Regions from separate parts of the Sus scrofa genome. Here regions 1, 2 and 3 are each linked to region 4. Evidence: chromatin contacts called from public HiChIP or PLAC-seq data. All regions are on one chromosome and are shown on one strand. The core of a region is the stretch at or near the end of the contact, and the rest is flanking DNA. Distances in the headings are between cores, read along the strand shown. Region 1 overlaps EXOC7 (exocyst complex component 7). Region 2 holds the start of SRP68 (signal recognition particle subunit SRP68). Region 3 holds the start of TEN1 (CST complex subunit TEN1). Region 4 holds the start of UBALD2 (UBA-like domain-containing protein 2).

What was found. HiChIP or PLAC-seq counts read pairs in DNA pulled down with a chosen protein or histone mark.
Region 1: a contact with region 4 is called in an H3K27ac HiChIP or PLAC-seq map of skeletal muscle. The contact joins the enhancer-like site here to the promoter of UBALD2 in region 4. A contact is called at or near these places in 6 of 47 Hi-C or Micro-C datasets (embryonic fibroblasts, epiblast stem cells, heart right ventricle and 3 more) and 2 of 2 datasets of contacts at active chromatin or transcription factors (alveolar macrophages and skeletal muscle).
Region 2: a contact with region 4 is called in an H3K27ac HiChIP or PLAC-seq map of alveolar macrophages. The contact joins the promoter of SRP68 here to the promoter of UBALD2 in region 4. A contact is called at or near these places in 2 of 5 promoter capture datasets (fetal skeletal muscle and liver) and 1 of 2 datasets of contacts at active chromatin or transcription factors (alveolar macrophages).
Region 3: a contact with region 4 is called in an H3K27ac HiChIP or PLAC-seq map of alveolar macrophages. The contact joins the promoter of TEN1 here to the promoter of UBALD2 in region 4. A contact is called at or near these places in 1 of 5 promoter capture datasets (liver), 7 of 47 Hi-C or Micro-C datasets (embryonic fibroblasts, heart right ventricle, liver and 2 more) and 2 of 2 datasets of contacts at active chromatin or transcription factors (alveolar macrophages and skeletal muscle).

What each region holds. Positions count from the first base shown.
Region 1 is chr12:5,346,870-5,351,626 of Sscrofa11.1, reverse strand. EXOC7 (exocyst complex component 7) reads right to left here. Exons shown (of 20, transcript XM_003357964.4): 8 at 2,952-3,097; 9 at 2,527-2,679; 10 at 2,142-2,240; 11 at 1,762-1,824; 12 at 1,404-1,470; 13 at 671-709; 14 at 1-29. Among named protein-coding and RNA genes, the nearest start is that of ZACN, 11 kb to the left of the region's middle. Within about 2 kb of position 1,921, at least 9 of the 83 cell types and tissues checked have an H3K27ac peak or open chromatin away from gene starts, as enhancers often do. A contact at or near this core is called in epiblast stem cells and skeletal muscle, where this site is marked.
Region 2 is chr12:5,365,885-5,370,802 of Sscrofa11.1, reverse strand. It overlaps SRP68 (signal recognition particle subunit SRP68), which reads right to left and starts at 2,449. Exons shown (of 16, transcript XM_005653867.3): 1 at 2,244-2,449; 2 at 325-391. The coding sequence starts at 2,415.
Region 3 is chr12:5,448,071-5,453,123 of Sscrofa11.1, reverse strand. TEN1 (CST complex subunit TEN1) reads left to right here and starts at 1,984. Exons shown (of 4, transcript XM_003131187.4): 1 at 1,984-2,249. ACOX1 (acyl-CoA oxidase 1, palmitoyl) reads right to left here and starts at 1,850. Exons shown (of 14, transcript NM_001101028.1): 1 at 1,722-1,850; 2 at 1,276-1,435. The coding sequence starts at 1,830.
Region 4 is chr12:5,206,564-5,211,533 of Sscrofa11.1, reverse strand. It overlaps UBALD2 (UBA-like domain-containing protein 2), which reads left to right and starts at 2,861. Exons shown (of 3, transcript XM_003357957.4): 1 at 2,861-3,263; 2 at 3,593-3,655. The coding sequence starts at 3,144.

The DNA.
Region 1 (4,757 bases), core at 672-3,171, 140 kb before region 4:
GTTGTAGCTGGTGGCTGAGGAGCTGGTCTCTGCGAGAGGAGAAGGCCTGTTACTGCAGCCTGTCCCGGCCGCTGACCCTCTCTGGCCTCCCCTGGCCCACGGAGCAGCTGGGTGCTGAGCCGCAGGGCTCCCTCCCGCCGCCGGGCGCTCCCTTGGGCCTCTTCCCATCATAGGATCAGCAGGAAGGCTGGCAGGACAGCAAGGGGCACGCCCTGAGCCCTAGCCCCAAATCAGATCCAGGCTGGCTGGTTTCTACAAGGCTCTCTTATCCCAGGTGACAGCAACAGAGACTTAGAATAGGCTCTGCATGGCCTCCTGAACCCTCCTGAACAGCCCTCCTGAACGGACCTGCTGCCTGCACAGAGCAGAAGGCCAGCCGAGGGGCAAGCGGGGAGGGGGACAGGTAGGGGAGGGGGCCGGGAGGGGCTGGGCCAGCCTGGAGGGTGTACTGAGGGCGCTGGACACAGCAGGATCCCGCCTGGAGAAGCCCAGGGACAGAAAGTAGCCATCAGGGAGCTGAGAGGGTTGGGAACACGCTGAAGGAACCCGTGTCCCCTCTGACTCCTTCCCCAGCAGGTCCCGGGTCTGTCCAGGGGCCTCTGTCCCCAGGGAAACGTCACCCACGGGGCTCCAGAGGGGGAGGATGGGGCCACCGAGCCCTGCCGCTTACCTCGGGGGTCTAAAGGAATATTGTATGTGTCCCCAAGAACTACGGAGTGAGAGGCAGTGAGCACAGAGGGGAAGGGGGGGAGGAGAGACAAGGAGGGAGAAAGATGCGAAGTGCAAAAACAGGTTAGAAACGGCCGCGCCCTCCAGCCAGGCAGCCCCACTCCCCACGACGCCCAAACACAGGCAGCAGGGCAGCGTCACGCTGCACAAAGGGGACAGCGGGAAAACCGCAGGCCAGAGGCTGCTCCTTGGCTCCCTGCCCAAGCAACCGGGGTGAAAGGGGGAAGCCTGGGGACACCAGCAAGCTGCACCAGGTCTCTGTGCTAACGCGCTAATCCCCCGAGCCCCAGTCCCGGGGCGGCGGTCAAGAGAGGAGGCCGGGCTGGCCCTGAGATGCCGGCCCCTGACGGGGTCAACGGCGTGACACTCATTAGGAGGACAGGCGACACATGAGGAGCCGGGAAACGCGGGGGGGGGGGAAGGGCAGGAAGGGCACCTTCAAACAAGCGCATTCTCTCCAGAGTGAGGACAGCGGGAGGAGCCCAGAGGGGATGGAGGCCACGAGAGGTGGTCTAACCGCCCCCCCACCTTCCTGATGCTCAGCTCGGGGCGGGGGTGGGGGTGGAAATCTCCTCACCCAGAGGGGGCCAGTGCCCCTGGAGGGGGGCTAAGCCCACATCTCCAGGCAAGAGAGAGGAGTGGGGCCCCGGGCCCCGCTGGGAGGTGCCCAGTACCTTGGGAGGCCAGCATGGCGCCTGCTGTCTCCTGGAAGTCCAGGAGCTGCTGCAGGAAGAGGATGGCCTGCAGGGGCAGCAAACAGGTCCAGGAAGAAGGTCAAAGGCAGGACCCACCTGCCACGAGGTCAGGTCACTTCCCACGATTCACCCCTTCTGACCCCTTTGGGGCAGGTGCAGCACCAGGGGTCCGCCCAGTGGAAAGGGGGCTGCCAACTTTGTGATTCACCCTGTGGGTCTGGCCTCTGGGTGCTGGCGGCACTAAGCGGGTCCCTCCTGCCATCTGGGCACCCTTGGTGAAGGCTCCGGGCCAGGCTGGGCCCCCTCCCCGCCCTGGGTGTCCCCACCCAGCACCTACGTTGCTTGTGAGTTCGTGCACGGTGCCATCCTTGGGCATGTTGTATTCTTTGTCTGGGTCGTTCTGTGGGAAAAAACAGCCCCACTCCCTGAGACGGCTCCCAAGGAGGCCCTGAGCCCACCCTGTGCCGCCGGCAGGCTCCTGGCGCCACCTCCTGGCAGACAGATGTCAGCACACCCCTCAAGCTCAAGGGCGACCTGACAAGTGAGGCAGGAGCTTCAAGCCTGGGGTGGGGGCCCCTGGAAGAAAGGGAGGCCCGTGGGTACTGGCAGGAGACCAGAGGCACAGCCCACTTCCCCCCCTTCCTTCCGGGAGGCCCGCTCTGGAGTTCCCAGGCCGGGTCACCGGCTGGCCTGGCGGCAGCGGAGAAGAAAGGGCACCTTGATGTTGTCGGCGAAGTCCTCCAGCGCTTTGGCTCCGACAGTCTCCATGGCGGTGATGAGGCCGGGCAGCTTGTTCTTGGTGCTGGCGGCCGTGCCCTGAGGAAGCACGTGGCTGCACAGGTGCCAGGGCCTGGGCCGCAGGCTGCACATGGAGCCCTGCTCCTTCCAGCTGCTTCCTGGCCCGTCACCCCAGGGGACTGTCTCTCTCCTTCACGCCCCCTGCGAGCCCCCCAGACGCCCCGGGCGCTGCGGAAGTGGCTGCCATTCATCCTCGGAGCCGGGGCGTGGGGGCCGAGAACCACGGTTCCCTTGGGAGGGTGCGCCGGGCGGGCGGCAGGATTCCTCCCCGCCACTGTCCCCGAGGGCCTCCTCACCCACATACCTGGAGCACCTGGTCAAACTCCGGCTTGGTCTGCTTGAGGTGCCGCAGGATGGGGAAGACGGTGAGCACGGCCGAGAAGTCGTGCCGGATGATGGCCTTGCGGGCGGCGGCCACAATGTTCTCCCCTTCCAGCATCAGCCCGTCCAGGGCATCCTGAGGGAGCGGGGCCAGGGCAGGGCTCAGGGGAGGGGGCCGACGGCTGGTTCCCAGGGACGGCGAGGCCGCCGGCAGGAGCCTGGGGGGACGCTGGCCTCTGACGGGGAGGTCCCGACGGGGCACGGCGCCCAGGACAGACCCCCGGGATGGCGGGAAGGGTGGTGGGCTGGAGCCGAGGGCTGTGGACCACGGGCCTGGCCCACACGCAAGCTTCTGCAGGGACAGCTCTTGCTGGGGCATCTGGTCAGGGCCCCGGGGCGGGGTGGGACCTGGATCAAAGAGTCGAAGGTCTTTTTCTGATGGTGCTCGGGGATGACGTCGGTCAGCAGCTGGTACTCGCTCTGGGCCAGCTTGACGAAGGCGCTGACGCAGTGGATGTAGGCGTCGGTCTCCACGTCCAGCATGTCGTCTCTTCCTGGGGGGGGGGCAGACAGCGTGGGGCCTGAGCCACTGGTTTGGGGGCAGCCCCTCTCCCTGCGGAGGGAGGGCACGAGTCTCCCCAGCTCCCGGCCTCCGGCCAGACCAGCAGCAGACGAGGAGGGGGACTCTGCCGGCAGAAAGCTGAGAGGACTCCCGCGGGCCTGGCAGGGTTGGAGGGAGACACAGGGGCTGGGTCCAGCCTTGGCCCTAGCTTCACTGTCAGCTCCACCACGGACAGAGTTTACGCCCGAGTATTGGGTACTAGACGGAGAAAAGGCTAACACACGTCTGACCCCAGGACTGAGGATTCCGGATGGGACCAAAAGAGGTTGCCCAGGGACAGGCAAGTGGCAGTGACCACCTCAAGGAGGCGGGCACCACCATCGTCTATCTCAGAAAATGCTGGCAGTCAACAGCCCAAGCCAGGCCTTCTAGAACATATAAAAAGGCGGTGGGCTCTGGTCCATGAGCCTAGCTGGCGTGGGGTCAAACCTGGAGAGGAGGCCCTGTGCGCCCCAGAGAGAGGGCTCTCTGGTCGTCTGCTGCCCCAGGAGGAGACCAGGTCCTTCTAGAGGAGGCTGGGGCAGGGGTGCCTGCAGGCAACCTGGTTCTGTGTGCCAAGGGATGGGCTTTGAGGAGGAGTCAGAGCCTCGGAGCCGATGCTGGAGTCAGGTGGTGGCGCTCCCTGCCCTCTCTGCCCGCCTTCCGAGAAGCGGCAACGTCTCCCCGGGCCCTGGGAGCCAGGCGTGCACTCCCATCTGGAGAGAGGCAAGGAGACAGACCGAGTGCCCAAAAGAGAGAAAGAGACCAGAGAGAGAGGGGGCGAGTAGGCCTGGCTCATCCTTGGAGCGGAGCGGCCCGGCTGGGGCTGCGTGAATGCAGTGGTGGCTGCCGGCGGGCTGGGCAGAGGGACTCAACTGCCAGCGGCCCGTGCTTGTCAGTCAGGGCCTCAGACAGGTGCTTAACTCGGAAATCATGCTGGTGACCTTTCGAGACGTCGGCCGCAAACACAGGCAGCATTTGTCCAGGGGTGGGGAGGCTGCCTCTAGGGGGACTGGGAAGAAGCCCTCGATCTCTGGGGGGACGTGAGATGGGGTGGGGGGGTATGGGAGGGGGGCTCGGGGCCTCAGACCACCCTGGGAACAGCCATTTCAAGCCTGACGTGCAGTGCCCCGGCCACCCTCAGGGGCTGGTTTCCCCAAGCCCGGAGCACCATGAAGGCGTCGGAAGAGTTCCTGCCACTTCAGACGCTCGGCCCCAGGAGCTTTATCTCATCAGACAGAGAAATGCCACTGCCAAGGGCATGGGGACAGCCTTCTTTTGTTCCCCAAGGCCACTCCTTTTTTTTTTTTTTTTTGCTTTTCAGGGCCACACCTGCGGCATATGGAAACTCCCAAGCTAGGGGTCGAATCAGAGCTGCAGCTGCCGACCGACCGCCGCAGCCACGGCAATGTGGGATCCGAGCCGCGTCTGCGACTTACACCACAGCTCACAGCAATGCCGGATCCCTGACCCACTCAGCAGGGCCAGGGATCAAACCTGCATCTTCACGGATGCTGGTCAGATTCGCTTCCGCTGTGCCACAACGAGAACTCCCAGGGCTGCTCTTTTGAAGGAGGGCCTGGTCTACCAGGGCAGGGCCATCCCTCCTCTGA
Region 2 (4,918 bases), core at 1,200-3,699, 160 kb before region 4:
GGGGTTGAATCGGAGCTGTAGCCGCCAGCCTACACCCGAGCCGCGTCTGCAACCTATACCACAGCTCACAGCAACGCCGGATCCTTAAGCCATTGAGCAAGGCCAGGGATGGAACCCACAACCTCATGGTTCCTAGTAGGATTTGTTTCCACTGCACCATGACGGGAACTCCAGAAAATTAAGTATCATTTTGAGGATTCAATATAACAGCTTGCCTTTCTAGGTATACTTCCTGATACAGCAGGGTAAACAGGATATTAACAAAAACAGCCCAAGTCTGAAAATGCCACAGTGACTTCTATACATCCTGCACGTGATACTGACCTGTACCTCTGAAAATCTCCATGCCGTAAACCATGCTGCTGCTGGGATTCCTTGATAATCTGAAGAACTAGAGTCAGGATTAAGGAAAAGCTCACAATGGCAAGAATCCAAATAAATCACATTAGTCTGTTAGTGCCGGGAGCTCACATCTGTATCAAATCACAGCACATGAAACATTTCTGAAACCCTTAGTACCTTCACTTGTGAAATCTCTAAGAACCATTTTCAACAGCTAATTTTCTTTATTTTTTTGGTCTTTTTAGGGACGAACCCATGGCATATGAAGGTTCCCAGGGTAGGGGTTGAATCGGAGGTGTAGCTCCCGGCCTACGCCACAGCCACAACAATGCGGGATCCCAGCTACATCTGCGACCTACACCACAGCTCACGGCAACACCAGATCCTTAACCCACTGAGTGAGGCTGGGGATCAAACCCACGTCCTCATGGATACCAGTCGGGTTTGTTAACCACTGAGCCACGATGGGAACTCCTTTAATGATTTTTATTTTTTCCATTTTAGCTGGTTTACACCAACAGCTATTCTGTCATACGACAAGGCTAAGCAAGGAGAAAAGCTGATTGCTTGAACTGCTACTACTTCAAACTAAAAAAGGGGGGGGTGCATTATTGGCCACTGAGGATTAATGAAACCCAACAACTTAATAGTTGCTGGATTCTAAATACTGACTGCATCGGGGTGGTTCCCAATGTTTTACACCTGGACCCAGGATTTTACTCATTCAAGCTGATTCAGGTTATAAATGACACGGACTATACCTCTATTTGCATAATGTCCCACACCTGCCAAATCTGACTTTCCTTAGCAGCTGCGACACTGCCTGTGGCCATGCTGAGCACAGGCCAACCAAAGGAGGCCACGGTATGCATTGAATACTAGATTTTCCTTTTAAAAGAAAAAGCCCTGACCAAACTTTCCTTTTAAAAAATCTGAAATTACTTTATGTCCCAAACTTAGGAAATCCAATGACCTTTGCCTACAATTTTAGTTTCATTTCAAAGTCTCCTCGATGCTTCTCTATAGGTGTATTTTCAAGTACTGAACAATAAAAGGACTATTTTCAGTCACTGATGTGACAAGGAGATAGAAGGTTTGCAGCAAAATCAAGGCATTCTAACTGAAGTATATACTACCAGTTCAAAAAGCAAAACTCCAATTCCCCAAAAGATGTCAAGCCATATGTGTAATTTCAGAAATTCACCTACAATTTCTTAACCATTTATCCACTTCAAAAAGCCACAAATCAGACGCATAAGCACTTAATTGTGACACACTCTGATAAAACCAGAAACCAATTCCTCCAGCTCATCTCAATGACTCTCACCAAGATAAAACGCCTACAGACCTATCAAGAAAGCTATCCAAGTACTGCTAGAAATCTACGATGATTTATATTCAAAATGGGCAATACGCTTTTCCTCAGAACAGTCAGCCTTTGCTTCCACTTCCAGAGCATCAAACTGTAACTTTCATTATCCACTCTCCGACGGTTGTCAGACAGAAGCATTAAGACAAAAAGGCCAAGACTGCAGTTTCCTCTGCCCAGCGCAGTGACCCAAGGTGCCAAGCCAGTAGTTCACCAGGGTGGCCACAGTGTCAGCCCTGTCACCAGTCCTCCACCTGGACAACTGCAGGAAAACTGCAGAAAACTGCTCAAGATTCCAGTGCCACCTGAAAGAAGAGGAAATTCCCCAGACTAGAAGGCAAAGGAGATGCGAGAAAAAGCCAGTCGAAACACAGACCCTAGAACCCTAGGTGTCAAAAAAATAGGGGCGAGAGTAACTACAGCCCTCGGCCTCTCCTGCCCAGGGTGCGCCGGGACCCGCCGCATCTCCCGCCCCCGACCCGCCAGAACGACACGTAGTCATTACGAGTTAGGCCCAATTACTGTAGGATACTCTCCAAACTCAGGCTATCCCCGAATTCTTTGTTTGCCTTCGACCCGGCTGAAGGCCGTTCATTTTCCTTATTTTCCTCTCCTCCGGCACCGCGTCCACCACCGCTACTGCCACCACCGCCGCCGCCGCTGCTGCCGCCTCCGCCTCCAGGAACCTGTTTCTCAGCAGCCATCTTGCCCCCGCGCCGCAGAGCAGGCTGGGATAGAGGAGGCGGGACGACCCGGGAAGGAGAGAGCGGGACAGGCGCGGACGGGCTGATGGGATAGCGGCGGACTCCGCCGCCGCCCGTCCTGCCCTCAGGCAGCGGCCACTTGTTGGAGTGCGCCTGCGCATGGGCTCCGATTCCCATGCTCCATTGGCGGCGGGCTAGGCTGCTGGGTCCGGAGGCGCAGGCAGGCCGTAGCTTCTGACGTCTTCTGGTGACCATCCCATTTCCCGTCCACCAAGGGTGGAGGGAGGACCGAGGGATGGCCTCCCAATTCCTACATCCCTGCATGGGGGATCCGGCTCCCGTTCTGCGCACAAAGGAAGGCAGTTGGCTAAGACATTTGATTTCTGGAGTGTCTCCCTCCCCGGGCACTTGGGAGATGGGGTTCCCACCCTTCCGCACTAACTACTCCTCAGTACTCCTCCCGAGAGGGAACCGCCTCTGTCTGCGCCTTCCTCTGGAGCTGACCACAATGCAGGAGCTTTCTCAAGCAAATGGGGAGCTGTACCCTTCCCTGGAAGCAACCCAGTGACACTCAAGGGATAAACAAAATGTCTTCTATCTGTACAATGGAATACTAATTCAGCCTTAAAAAGGAAGGAAATTCTACACGTGCTACAACACGTTTGAAGCTTGAAAATATTGTGCTAACTAAGCCGGTTACAAAAAAGGGTAATATTCTATTTATGTGAGGTATCTATAATGTAGTTAAATTCATAGGAAGTAGAATAGTTGTTGCCAGTTTGATCCCTGGCCTTGCTCAGTGGGTTAAGGATGCGCCGTTGCCATGAGCTGTGGTATAGTTCACAGACACAGCTCAGATCTAGCCTAGCTGTGGCTGTGGTGTAGGCCCTAGCCTGGGAACCTCCATGTGCCACGGGTGCGGCCCTAAAAAGACAAAAATAAATAAATAAATGTCCATCAACAAATGTAGGGATAAATAGAATGGCACGTCATACAATGGAATCTTACTTGGCCATAGAAAGGAGTAAAGGGGAGTTCCCGTCGTGGTGCAGTGGTTAACGAATCCGACTAGGAACCATGAGGTTGCGGGTTCGGTCCCTGCCCTTGCTCAGTGGGTTAACGATCCGGCGTTGCCGTGAGCTGTGGTGTAGGTTGCAGACGCGGCTCGGATCCCGCGTTGCTGTGGCTCTGGCGTAGGCCGGTGGCTACAGCTCAGATTCAACCCCTAGCCTGGGAACCTCCATATGCCGCAGGAGCGGCCCAAGAAATAGCAACAACAAAAGACAAAAAGACAAAAAAAAAAAAAAAAAAAAAAAGAAAGGAGTAAAGTACTAATACATGCTGCATGTGGTGAATCTCTAAAACATTATACTAAATGAGAAAAGCCATGGAGTTCCCTTGCATTCAGCAGGCTAAGGACCTGGATTTGTCCCTGCAGTGGCTCAGGTTGCTGCTGTGCCAAGGGTTAGATCCCCGGCCTAGGAAATTCCACATGCCCTGGGCATGGCCAAAGAAAAGAAAAGAAAGAGGCCACAGATAAAGGTCACATATTGTTTGCTTCCACTTATATACAGTGTCCAGAATAGGCCAGTCTATAGAGACAGAGTGGTTGCCTAGGGTTAGGGGTGGGAGGTGGGTTTCTTTCGGCAGGAACAAAAATGCCCTAATTGTGGCGAACTTCCGTGATGGCCTGGTGAATTAGGGATCTGGTGTTGTCACTACTGTGGCTCTGGTCACTGCTGTGACCTGGGCTCCACAGCTGACCCAAGAACTTTGCGTGCCACAGGCATGGCCAAAAACTAACTAAAATTGATTATGGTGTTGGCTATGAGTATACTAAAAACCAAATGAACACTTTGTATAGGTAAATTTTACACTATGTGAATTATATATATATATATAATTTTTTTTGTCTTTTTGCATTTTCTAGGGCCACACCCGAGGCATATGGAGGTTCCCAGGCTAGGGGTCAAATTGGAGCTGTAGCCACCCACCGATGCCAGAGCCACAGTAACGCCAGACCCGAGCCACATCTTCAACCTACACCACATCTCATGGCAACACCCGATCCTTAACCCACTGAGCAAGGCCAGGGATCAAACCCACAACCTCATGGTTCCTAGTCGGATTCGTTAGCCTCTGAGCCACGACAGGAACTCCGTGAATTACATTTTAATAATGCTCTTTTTTCATCTTTTTTTTTTTTTAAGGGCCACACCCATGGCATATGGAGGCTTCCCAGGCTAGGGGTTGAATCAGAGATGTAGCCACCTGCCTACACCACAGCCACAGCAATGCGGGATATGAGCCACCTCTATGACCTACACCACAGCTCATGGCAATGCCCGACCCTTAGCCCACTGATCGAGGCCAGGGATCAAACCCGCAACCTCTTGATTACTAGCTGTGTTCATTAACTACTGAGCCATGAGAGGAACCCCAATAATGCTTTCTTTAAAAAGAGTAAGTCAGGGAGTTCCTGTCGTGGCTCAGCAGTTAACAA
Region 3 (5,053 bases), core at 735-3,234, 240 kb before region 4:
TTAGGGCCACACCTGAGGCGTATGGAGGTTCCCAGGCTAGGGGTTGAGCTATAGCTGCTGGTCTACACCACAGCCACAGCAACGCCAGATCGGAGCCTTGTCCATGACCCACACCACAGCTCATGGCAATGCCGGATCATTAACCCACTGATCAAGGCCAGGGATCAAACCCAGGTCCTCACAGATCCTAGTCAGGTTCATTACCGCTGGGCCACAACGGGAACTCCTCATTTGCTCTTTATTGATGAAAATAGTGGAGTTCTAAAATGTAGAAACCTAAAACCTAATATGTAGGAACCTAAAACAGGAACAAACAAAAACTGTTAAGAGATGTTATAGGCCAAAGGAATCTTGTACTAGGTTCCTATAATTATACTGTTTAAAGACAAACAAAAAAAAGTTTGTGTTTTCTTTCTAATGAAAAAAACACAACCAAAAGCAGATGGTCTGAAAAAAGGTCAGTTTTCAAGAGTAGGACCAAGGCATGTTTTATGAGGTGTCTATTCACTCACATAAGAGCCATTTAAACACCGTTACCAGATTAAAAAATGCTGAATCCTTATATCCATTCTGAGGTTTGACTCAAGTTCTTTTTCATCCATCCCTATTTTCCATTATTAAACTCAAGAGCTACACTATCATGTGAAAATACAATCTGTTATTGCTCTAAAATATTTAAATGTTTGGTCTTTGCAGCTGAGAAAAAAAATTCCTTCCCAATTTAGCTTCTAGATTCAGCAGGCCTCCTTCTTACAAACAGCAAAGTCATTCTGCATTTAAATCACTCAAAATTGACACACGTGGACAGAATTTGTATGATTCTTGAAATCCTATTACAGCATCTCCATTATAAGCTTTGTACAAATGTCATCCACTGAAAAGGCTTAAATGTAAGCGGAAACCTTATTTCTCATACTTACAACTTTAAAGTGGTGTGAAAATATGCCAATTTGAGTCTTCAAACGCCAAACAAGAGAAAAAGGACACCACAGATTGTGGCTTTAGTTTGGGCTTGGGCACTTGATGTAAACTAAGACACACGTACCTTTTTTTGGGGGGGGGGGTCTTTTTTGTCTTTTTAGCGCCACACCAGCTGCATATGGAAGTTCCCAGGCTAGAGGTCAAATTCGAGCAGCAGCTGCAGACCTGCAACAGCTCACTGCAACTCCTGATCCTTAACCCACTCAGGGAGGCCAGGGGTCCAACCTGCATCCTCAGGGATACTAGTCGGGTTAGTTACCTCGGATCCTCCACGGGAAAGCTCCGCATACCTACTTTTTAAACCACAGGATTTCATCTGGGTCTGCGAGGCCAAACTCCCTTATCTTCTTCACCGTGGTGGCGCTCTTCTTAACAGCCACCTCGTAACGCTGGCTTCGACTGAGGAAGTTCAGGTCCTCATGCTGCAGGTCTGGGTCACTCAGAATCATGTTTTCTGGAAAAGAATGATAGGGTATCAAGAGAAACACAGATTCAAGGCTCTGTTACAGCTCCCCGGATCACAGCAGGTTTCGGACTTACGGGTACAGATCCCCTCTCAGGATGGGCGATTCCCCCGCCACAAGCATCTCTAAAAGTGTGGGGAGGGGGTTTCCCGGTTCCCCTAAAGCTGAGCCGGAGGTTGCGGCCTACGCCTCACAGCCGCTCTGACTCCTCCCGGTGGGAGTCTCAAGCTTTGCTCCGGGAAGGGCGGGGAGGGAGGCCCGGCCCGCCGTCCTCACCGATCTCTCGGCGGCGCCGGGTATTCTCTGGACTGCCGTCCAGGACGTGTGTGAGCAGCTCCGGGTTGAAGCTGGCGGCGGCTCGCTCCTTCTGTAGGTCCTGGTTCATGGTGACAGCCAGCAGAGGCAGCGGAGGTCGGGGAGGCGGCGGAGACAGCAGCAGCGAGGGCAGCACCAGCGGGTTATCTGCACCTCCAGCGCGGCGCCAGCCCTAAGGGCCGCCCAGGACGGCGCGAGTCCCCGCCCCCGCTCGCCTCCGCCCGCCCGGGCCCGCCCTTTCTCCCGCGCCGCGTGACTGCCGCGGCCGAGGCGGAGGAGGCGCCAGTGAGAGCCTCGGGGCGGGTGAGTCCCTGCCTCTCGGCGAGAGGAGCCTCAGAGCGGCCCCCGGGCAAGGGGGTGCCCGGAAGAAGGTCGAGAAACTGCAGAGGGGGGACAAGCCGGGAGCTCTCGGTAACCTAACCCCTCACCCGTCACGTGATCACGCTGGGCGGAAAGAGGCAACGTGAAGCCCCCCCGACGCCCTGACAGGTTAGCGACGGGCGGGGAAGGGGCGGGGCACCGCGTCGGAGGAGGACTGCGCCTGCGCCTTGGGACCTGCCCGCCCCGCCGCTTCGGGGTCCGTCCGCTAAAGGCCTCCCCGGAAACGCCGGTGGCCGGAACCTCTAGGGCTGCGGGCGATGCGCCTGTGGGCCTTGCGCAGTTGCTGGGGGAGGTCGTAGGATTCCGCGAAACTATCCAAGGTTGGAGGAAAAAAGGAAAAGACGGGGTCCAAAGTTGCACCGGGGAGAGGCTCCAGCTGTCTTTTGTTAAGATAATGGTATCTTTGCTGCCGGAGGCAAGGGCTGCGAGGAGCTGGGTGTGGAATTGCAGGTGCTTCCCCCCACCCACCGTTTCTGGGTGGGTGTGGACTTGGAGTGAGACTTAGAACTGTGTGTTCACAGGTCTTGGAATCCAGACTTTTCTGTTTCACAATTATCGTCGTCATCAAAGAACTAGTGTAGGAGGATTTGTAATGAAAAGCTCAAGTTGCCTATCCTCAGAAACAGCCACTGTCAACCAGTCGTGGTTTTTTATTTTGATCCCTAAAGAATTGCTCAGTAAAATACTTAACATGCTATTGAATGATTTGCTTATTTTAGTTACTTTTTGACTTCATGCCAGGGTGATCAGGTAATGGCACACTACACATCTGTATCTTTCATCTACCTTTGTAACAACATAACTAATGCCCTTTAAAAAATAAATAAAAATAAATTAAAAACTGTACACTTGCAAGCTGTTCCTTATTGCATCAGTTTTTAGTAACAGTCCTGGCAATAAGTACGGTGAGTGAGGCATTCACCTCAGACAAAAGGGAGCACCAAAAAACGAATCAAGATTAGTAGTTAGGAGTTCCCGTCGTGGCGCAGTGGTGAACGAATCCGACTAGGAACCATGAGGTTGCGGGTTCGATCCCTGCCCTTGCTCAGCGGGTTAACGATCCGGCGTTGCCGTGAGCTGTGGTGTAGATTGCAGATGAGGCTCAGATCCCGCGTTGCTGTGGCTCTGGTGTAGGCCAGTGGCTACAGCTCCGATTGGACCCCTAGCCTGGGAACCTCCATACGCCGCGGGAGCGGCCCAAGAAATAGCAAAAAGACAAAAAAAAAAAAAAAAAGACTAGTAGTTATTTTAATAAGACATTTAAAAAAGTCAAAATGCAGGAAAATCTATGATGAATAAAACACAAAAAGTTGGAGTTCCCATCGTGGCTCAGCAGTTAGTGAACCAGACTAGTGTCTATGAGGACTCGGGATCGATCCCTGGCCTTGCTCAGCAGGTTAAGGATCCGGTGTTGTCTGTTGCAGTGAACTGTGGTGTAGGTCCCAGACTTGGCTCAGATCCCTAGTTGCTGTGGCTGTGGCATAGGCCAACAGCTACAGCTCCGATTGGACCCCTAGCCTGGGAACCTCCCTATGCCGCAGGTGCGGCCCTAAAAAACCAAAATTTTAAAGAGACAGAAACATTATTACCGATTGTTCTTTTTGGCTCAGGTTCCAATGTACCTGGGCAAGTCATGGATAACTGATGTTGTTGTTAATACCCCCGGCATTAAACTATTTGTTTGGCTACCGTGTCTTCCTCTTGTCAGAAGCTGGCTCTGGGAGTTCTCGTCGTGGCTCAGTGGTTAACGAATCCGACTAGGAACCATGAGGTTTCGGGTTTGATCCCTGGCCTCACTCAGCAGGTTAAGGATCCAGCATTGCCATGAGCTGTGGTGTAGGTGACAGACACAGCTCGGATCCCGTGTTGCTGTGGCTCTGGCATAGGCCGGCAGTTACAGCTCTGATTGGACCCCTGGCCTGGGAACCTCTATATGCAGTGGGTGTGGCCCTAGAAAAGACAAACAAACAAAAAAGCTGGCTCTGTTACTATGTTCTTCTTGGACTCCTTAATCTATAGAAATTGATAAGGAGTTCTCCTTGTACCTCAGCGGTAGCGAACCCAACTAGTATTCTTGAGCAGGTGGGTTCCATAGCTGGCCCTTCTCAGTGGGTTAAACCATTTGGCGTTACTGTGAGCTGTGGTGTAGGTTGCAGACACGGCTTGGATCTGGTGTTGCTGTGGCTGTGGTGTAGGCCAGCAGCTGCAGCTCTGATTTGACTCCTAGCCTGGGAACCTCCATGTGCTGCGGGTGTGGCCCTAAAAAGACAGGAAAAAAAAAAGAGAGAGAGAGAGAGAAAGAAAGAAATTGATAGGAGGCCAGGCAAGAAATTCAGGCAAGGCTTTACTGGGGTCCTTGCTGCAACAACACTTTCCTGCAGAAGATGAGCAACCGTTTCCCTTGCTCCTTGGGTTGGTGAGCTGGGGTGAGGGTAGTGGTGGCCCACGGGTTGGGCGAGAAGGGTGGCTTAGGTGGTCTGCCCACCCCTTTGGTGGTGCTGTGTGCAGAGAGCATGTTCAGCACCTGCTTTTGCTCCCAGCTTTTCAGAAGTGGCAGTTGGGGTTTTGTTTTGTTTTGTATCTCGTTGAGGTGGTGGTGATGGAGAGAAGTGGGCAGATCGATACATATTTTGAGGTAGAGCTGACAAATTGATGACAGGACAGGACGCATCAAAAATGACCCCTGGGGAGTCCCCACTGGGGCTCAGCAGGTTGCAGGTAGTATCCAGGAGGGTGCCAGTTCGATCCCTAGCCTCGATCACTGGGTTAAGGATCCTGCGTTGCTGTGACTGTGGTGTAGGCTGGCAGCTGTAGCTCTGATTAGACCCCTAGCCTGGAACCTCCATATGCCACCGGTGCAGCCCTAAAAAGAGCAAACACACACACACACACACACACACACACCACACACA
Region 4 (4,970 bases), core at 1,612-4,111:
CCCCATTTGGGGCTCGGGGCTTTTCCAGCACACCCCCTGTGGAAGTCCCAGCATCCTTGATGGCTCCACTGAGGTGACAACACAGCATTAAGGAAGCTGTAATGGTTTAACCACAAGGTTTGGGAACTACCCTGGGCCAGTGCTTGACTCCGGCACTTAGGACGGTGACCTTGGGTGAGCTCCTCCCCTCCTCTGTGCCTTAACTGCCCTGCTGGTGAAATGGAATTCTGGATTGTTGCGAGGATTAAAAGGCGTTCACTGACGGTAAACTCTTCTTCGAAAGGTGCCTGGCCTCTAGGAAGGACTTGGTAAATGGCAGCTGTTTGTCACAGGCCAGCTATTTCTTGCCCATCTCTGCACCAACTCAGTGACTCGCATTCATAACATCCTTATCCCGGCCGGTGGAGGAAATACCGGCTAGGAGTCTCCTCAGTAGCTGTATCATGACTCATTCTGGAGCCTAGACCATTGGTGTAACGAGGGTTCTGTTCCTTCCCAGGCTACTACTGTGTTTTATTTGTTAGTAATGGGCTTGTTTTCATTGCTCTGTTTTACTTGCCACACATTGTCCTCTCATATGAAAATAATAACACCTTCAGTTAATAATACCTTGCACTGGGGGAGGTGCTTTCATCCCAACGGCTCAAAGCCCTCTGCAAACATGACCTCATTCATTCTCCAGTGCTCCCAGGCACGGGGGCACTCCTGTTGCCCATTGGGAGAAGGGGAAGCCCTACCCCCATTCATTACCAAACAGATTCTCAGAAGGCAAAATATTGATTAAGCATGTGCTTTACTCACCGCCACAGATCAGAGGCAGGACTCTGTTGCTCTCTCTCTCTCTGTCAGCCCGAAGTGACCCTGTGCCCACAGAAGATCACCAGAAGGGAGTCCCTCTGGCTTGCGGGCGTCCCATGCCCCCAGGTGCCCATAGCTGTGTCCTGCAAATGGCAATCGCTAAAGAGAGGTTTGGAACAAACTATGTTGATATCCAGGAAAAAATAGGTTTGGCAATTATGGTGTTTTCAGGACCCCTGCCTTCCTTGAGAAGCTCTAGTTAAGACCTGAGGGCTCTCGCAGCCTGAAGTGCCTCTGCCCATGTAGATCCTACCTCTCACGGCCCTGGCATGCTTGACACCTGAATGTACCTGTGAGACCTGGAGCCCACAGTGACAGTACTTCCTTGTTCTGGGGCTGCTTGTGGCCCAGGCTCCTTGGCAATGGCAGCTGCTGGCTGCTCACTTTTGTTTTCACCTTGCAATTACTGGAAGGGAAGGGCGGCAAGCTGGGCTGGACTCTCCAGCCACACTCCAGGTCTCAGCTCATGCGCACTCAGGAGGGCTAAGTGCAATCGCGGCAAGAAACAAGTCTGGGCAGGCAAAGAGCTGACTCCTGTCCCTTCAAAACAAACAAACAAACAAAAAGGCTAACTAAATGGGACAAACTAAAAGGCTCATTCTGGTGCCCGAGGCTGTTTTTCATCAGTACATAAACATTGGCTGTAACTTTTTCCTTATTTATATTCTATTCTTTCTATATGTGTAAATTTTCTTAGACGGAGAGTTAATCCATTGCAGGCAAAGTCAAAATAGAGCCATGGCTTGCTTTTTTCTTAGCCTCCTGTTCTGCAGGCTCTTAACAAATTATAATCCACACTGATTGGTGTTTCAGGTCCAAAACTGACTAAGTTTTTCAGAAACAGACATTCTAACAGTGAATTCCAGCAGTGTTTGCCTTACTAAGCACTCTGGCCCTTCTTCAATCTGCTTAAACGCCTTGTTCTTTCTCCACCCCCACAATTCCCAAGTACAAACCTTGAAGGTTAAATCTTAATCCAAAAGATAGAAGCTCCCTGCATATAAACAAACTGTTTTTAAATGTCTAGAGTTGAGATCCAGTACCTGAATAGACGTACTCTTTTTTTTTTTTTTTTTTTTGGGGGGGGTGTTTTTCCAGGCCACACCCTCAGCATATGGAAGTTCCCAGGCTAGGGGTTGAATTGGAGCTGCAGCTGCCAGCCTACACCACAGCCACAGCAACACTGGATGCTTAACCACTAAGCGAGGCCAGGGCTTGAACTTGTATCCTCATGGATACTAGTCAGATTCGCTTCCGCTGGGCCACAGAGGGAATTCCTATTCTATTTTTAAAAGATGGTAGAAATTAAAGTTTCAGTTAGGTCAAACAATTTAAGGGAAAATAATTTTTTCAGCTTGGGATATTAGTGTCTGCGAAAGTCTCATTTCCTCTTTGCCATTATATTTAGTGTCCCTTAACACCGTCTTCCAACTTCACAGAGCAAAGTTTTGGTCTAAAAACGTAGGAAAACTGTTTGGCCCGTGAGGTGGGTAGTGGCTGGAAAGAGGCTTGAAAGGGATACATGGCAATAAAAAGCTTTTTAAAAGTAGAGCTGCTTGAAAGTTTAAAAAAAATAAACAATTTTGAGACTCGAGCAGCTGCAAAGGCTCTGTCTGTTTTCTATTTTGATCGCTCTGTTTCTCGAGATGACCACATCTTTCAGAGGAAATGAGTCAAAGCCACTCTGTCTTGCTTTTCCAGCTGAGCATGTTCAGTTTCAATGAAGTAATGAATGAACTTGGCCGCACCACCCCCAAGCCTACAACAGCAAACAGAGGGGGCTCAGCCAATCAGCAGGCACTCAAGGTTTTCAAGTTGAGTTCAAAAGGACCCACGGGAGACCAATCAGCGAGTGCGGCTCCGCCCCAAACGCACGGCCGTGGCCAATCGCGAGCCCGGACAGGCCAAAACACAGCGGCCGGCCAATACGGGAGAGCCCCACGGCGCCGACATCCGCCAATGGGCGCGGCTGGGCAAAAAGAGAAACAGTGCGGGTCCACAGGCCGCAGGATTCGAATCGAACGTCTGTACCGGAGCCGGGCTCCGGCCGAGCGGCGCCGGCCAATCAGCGGCGGCGGCTCGCGGCCCCCGAACGTTGGGACACCCGGCCCCGCCCCGCGCTGTTGTTTGTGGTGTCGGCCGGCGGCGCGAGCCGGACCACAACACTCGCCCGGCGGGCGGCGGGGCGGCCGAGGGTCCGGGGGCCGCCGGAGGCGGCGAGCGCGAGCCGAGGGCAGCCGGCCTCCCGCGGCCGCCAAGCCCGGGAGAGCGCGCCGGCCGGAGCCATGTCGGTGAACATGGATGAGCTGCGGCACCAGGTCATGATCAACCAGTTCGTGCTGGCCGCGGGCTGCGCGGCCGACCAGGCGAAGCAGCTGCTGCAGGCGGCGCACTGGCAGTTCGAGGTGCGTGCGGGCCGAGCCCCGCTCCCCGGCCCCGGCGCTGGGCAAGGGCGCGGGCCGGGGCGCCCAGCCGCGCGCCGCGCAGTCGTCTGGGGGGGTGGAGAGGGAAACTATTTATATCGCGAGGGCAGGCGCGCGGGGCCGCGCGGTCTCGCGTGGGGCGCGGGGCCCTGCCGCCCGGGACCCCGCGCGCGGCCCGGGGACGCCCCCCCCCCCGCCCCGAGGGGTCGGGCCCGGCGGCGGGGGCGCCCCGGCCGCCCGGGCAGGGCCGGCGGGTGGGCCTCCTGCCCCGGCCCCGTTAACCGCCGCCCTGGCGCTGTGTTTGTCTGCAGACCGCCCTGAGCACGTTTTTCCAAGAAACCAACATTCCCAACAGCCACCACCACCACCAGATGGTAAGAGCGGCCGGGCCGCGGCGGGAGGGCCGGCGGGCCGGAGGGCGGGCCTCGCCGCGGCCGCAGCCCCGCGCGGCCGGGCCGGGGCCGCTGTCAGCAGCCGGCGGTGACAGCCATGTTGCCGGGGAGCGCGGCGCCGCGATGTAAACAAAGAGCCAAAATGTCTTCCAGGAAAGAGCGGCTCCCGCGGCCGCCGGCTCGCCCAACTTGGTGGTCCGGCCCCCGGGCTGCTGCAGCTCGGCCCGAAGCCTATGCCCGGCAACTCTCGCTGGGCCAGGGGCTTGGAGGGCAGCGAGGGTGGCCGGAGGAGGAGCTGGGCGGCAGGGAGTGGGGAGGGGGCTCGAGGGACGGAAACCAGCCGTCTGGGGAGCTGGAAGCCCGAGGGAAGGGCCTGGGACCCCTGCGGTGTCTGTTTACGGGGGTCCCCTCTTGCTGATGGAGTGGCAGCCCCCCGCCAAACAACCCAGCTCTACAGGGAACGGGAAGGGGGTACACCCCCACCACCACCCGGCCCCGGAGAGCTGGGCTCTACCCAGACAATTACATCCACTCTTTCCTGCTCAGGTCTGGAAAAAAGACGTACTGGGAGAGTGGAAGGCTTTCAGATTTTTGGCAAGATAAGCCAAGAATGCATTTAATCTCAGTAGGTGAAGATGCGTACAGCCCAGGAAACAGAAGTGGTTCAGGGCTGGATTTGCTTGGTTTCTTCTCTTTCCCGAGCTGGCCCCAGGCCTGGGCCTTTGCCCTCCTGGCCATAAGGTATCCTGCTCTCCACCGGCACAGAACTTTCCTTTCACTTTAGAGGCTTGAATGCCTTCTCTACCCCTCTGGTTGCCTGTTAGCCCTGCTGAGGGGGCAGGACTGGGCCCCGAGACAGCTTTGTAGAACACGATTGCCCAGACGGTCTGTGGTGGCTTCTGGAGAGCATTTTTGTCATTTTTGACACTGGGCGTCCTTGCCCATGGCCCCCTTCTCAGAGCTGCCGCCTTGTCTGGAGAAGCTGCAAATAGTTCTCTGCGGTGTCTCGTCCTTGACACCTAGTTGCAAAGGACCCTTCGAGACGGGTCTGTCTTGACCCTCTGATCCCACGTTTCTCCTGGAATGGCCCACGCTGGGTATAAATTAACAACCAAAAATGCATCGGAATATGATGGGTGAAAATGCCGGCTGCGGGGCTTCGGCAGGTGAGGCCAGGCTCTTGGTGAACCCAAGGGGGACCCTCCCCCGCACCTGACCATGAGAACACTCCAGCCGAGTCTGGAAACATCTTGCCTCCATCTCCTCTCAGGAGGGCCTTGAGCTTTGCTCCACCAAC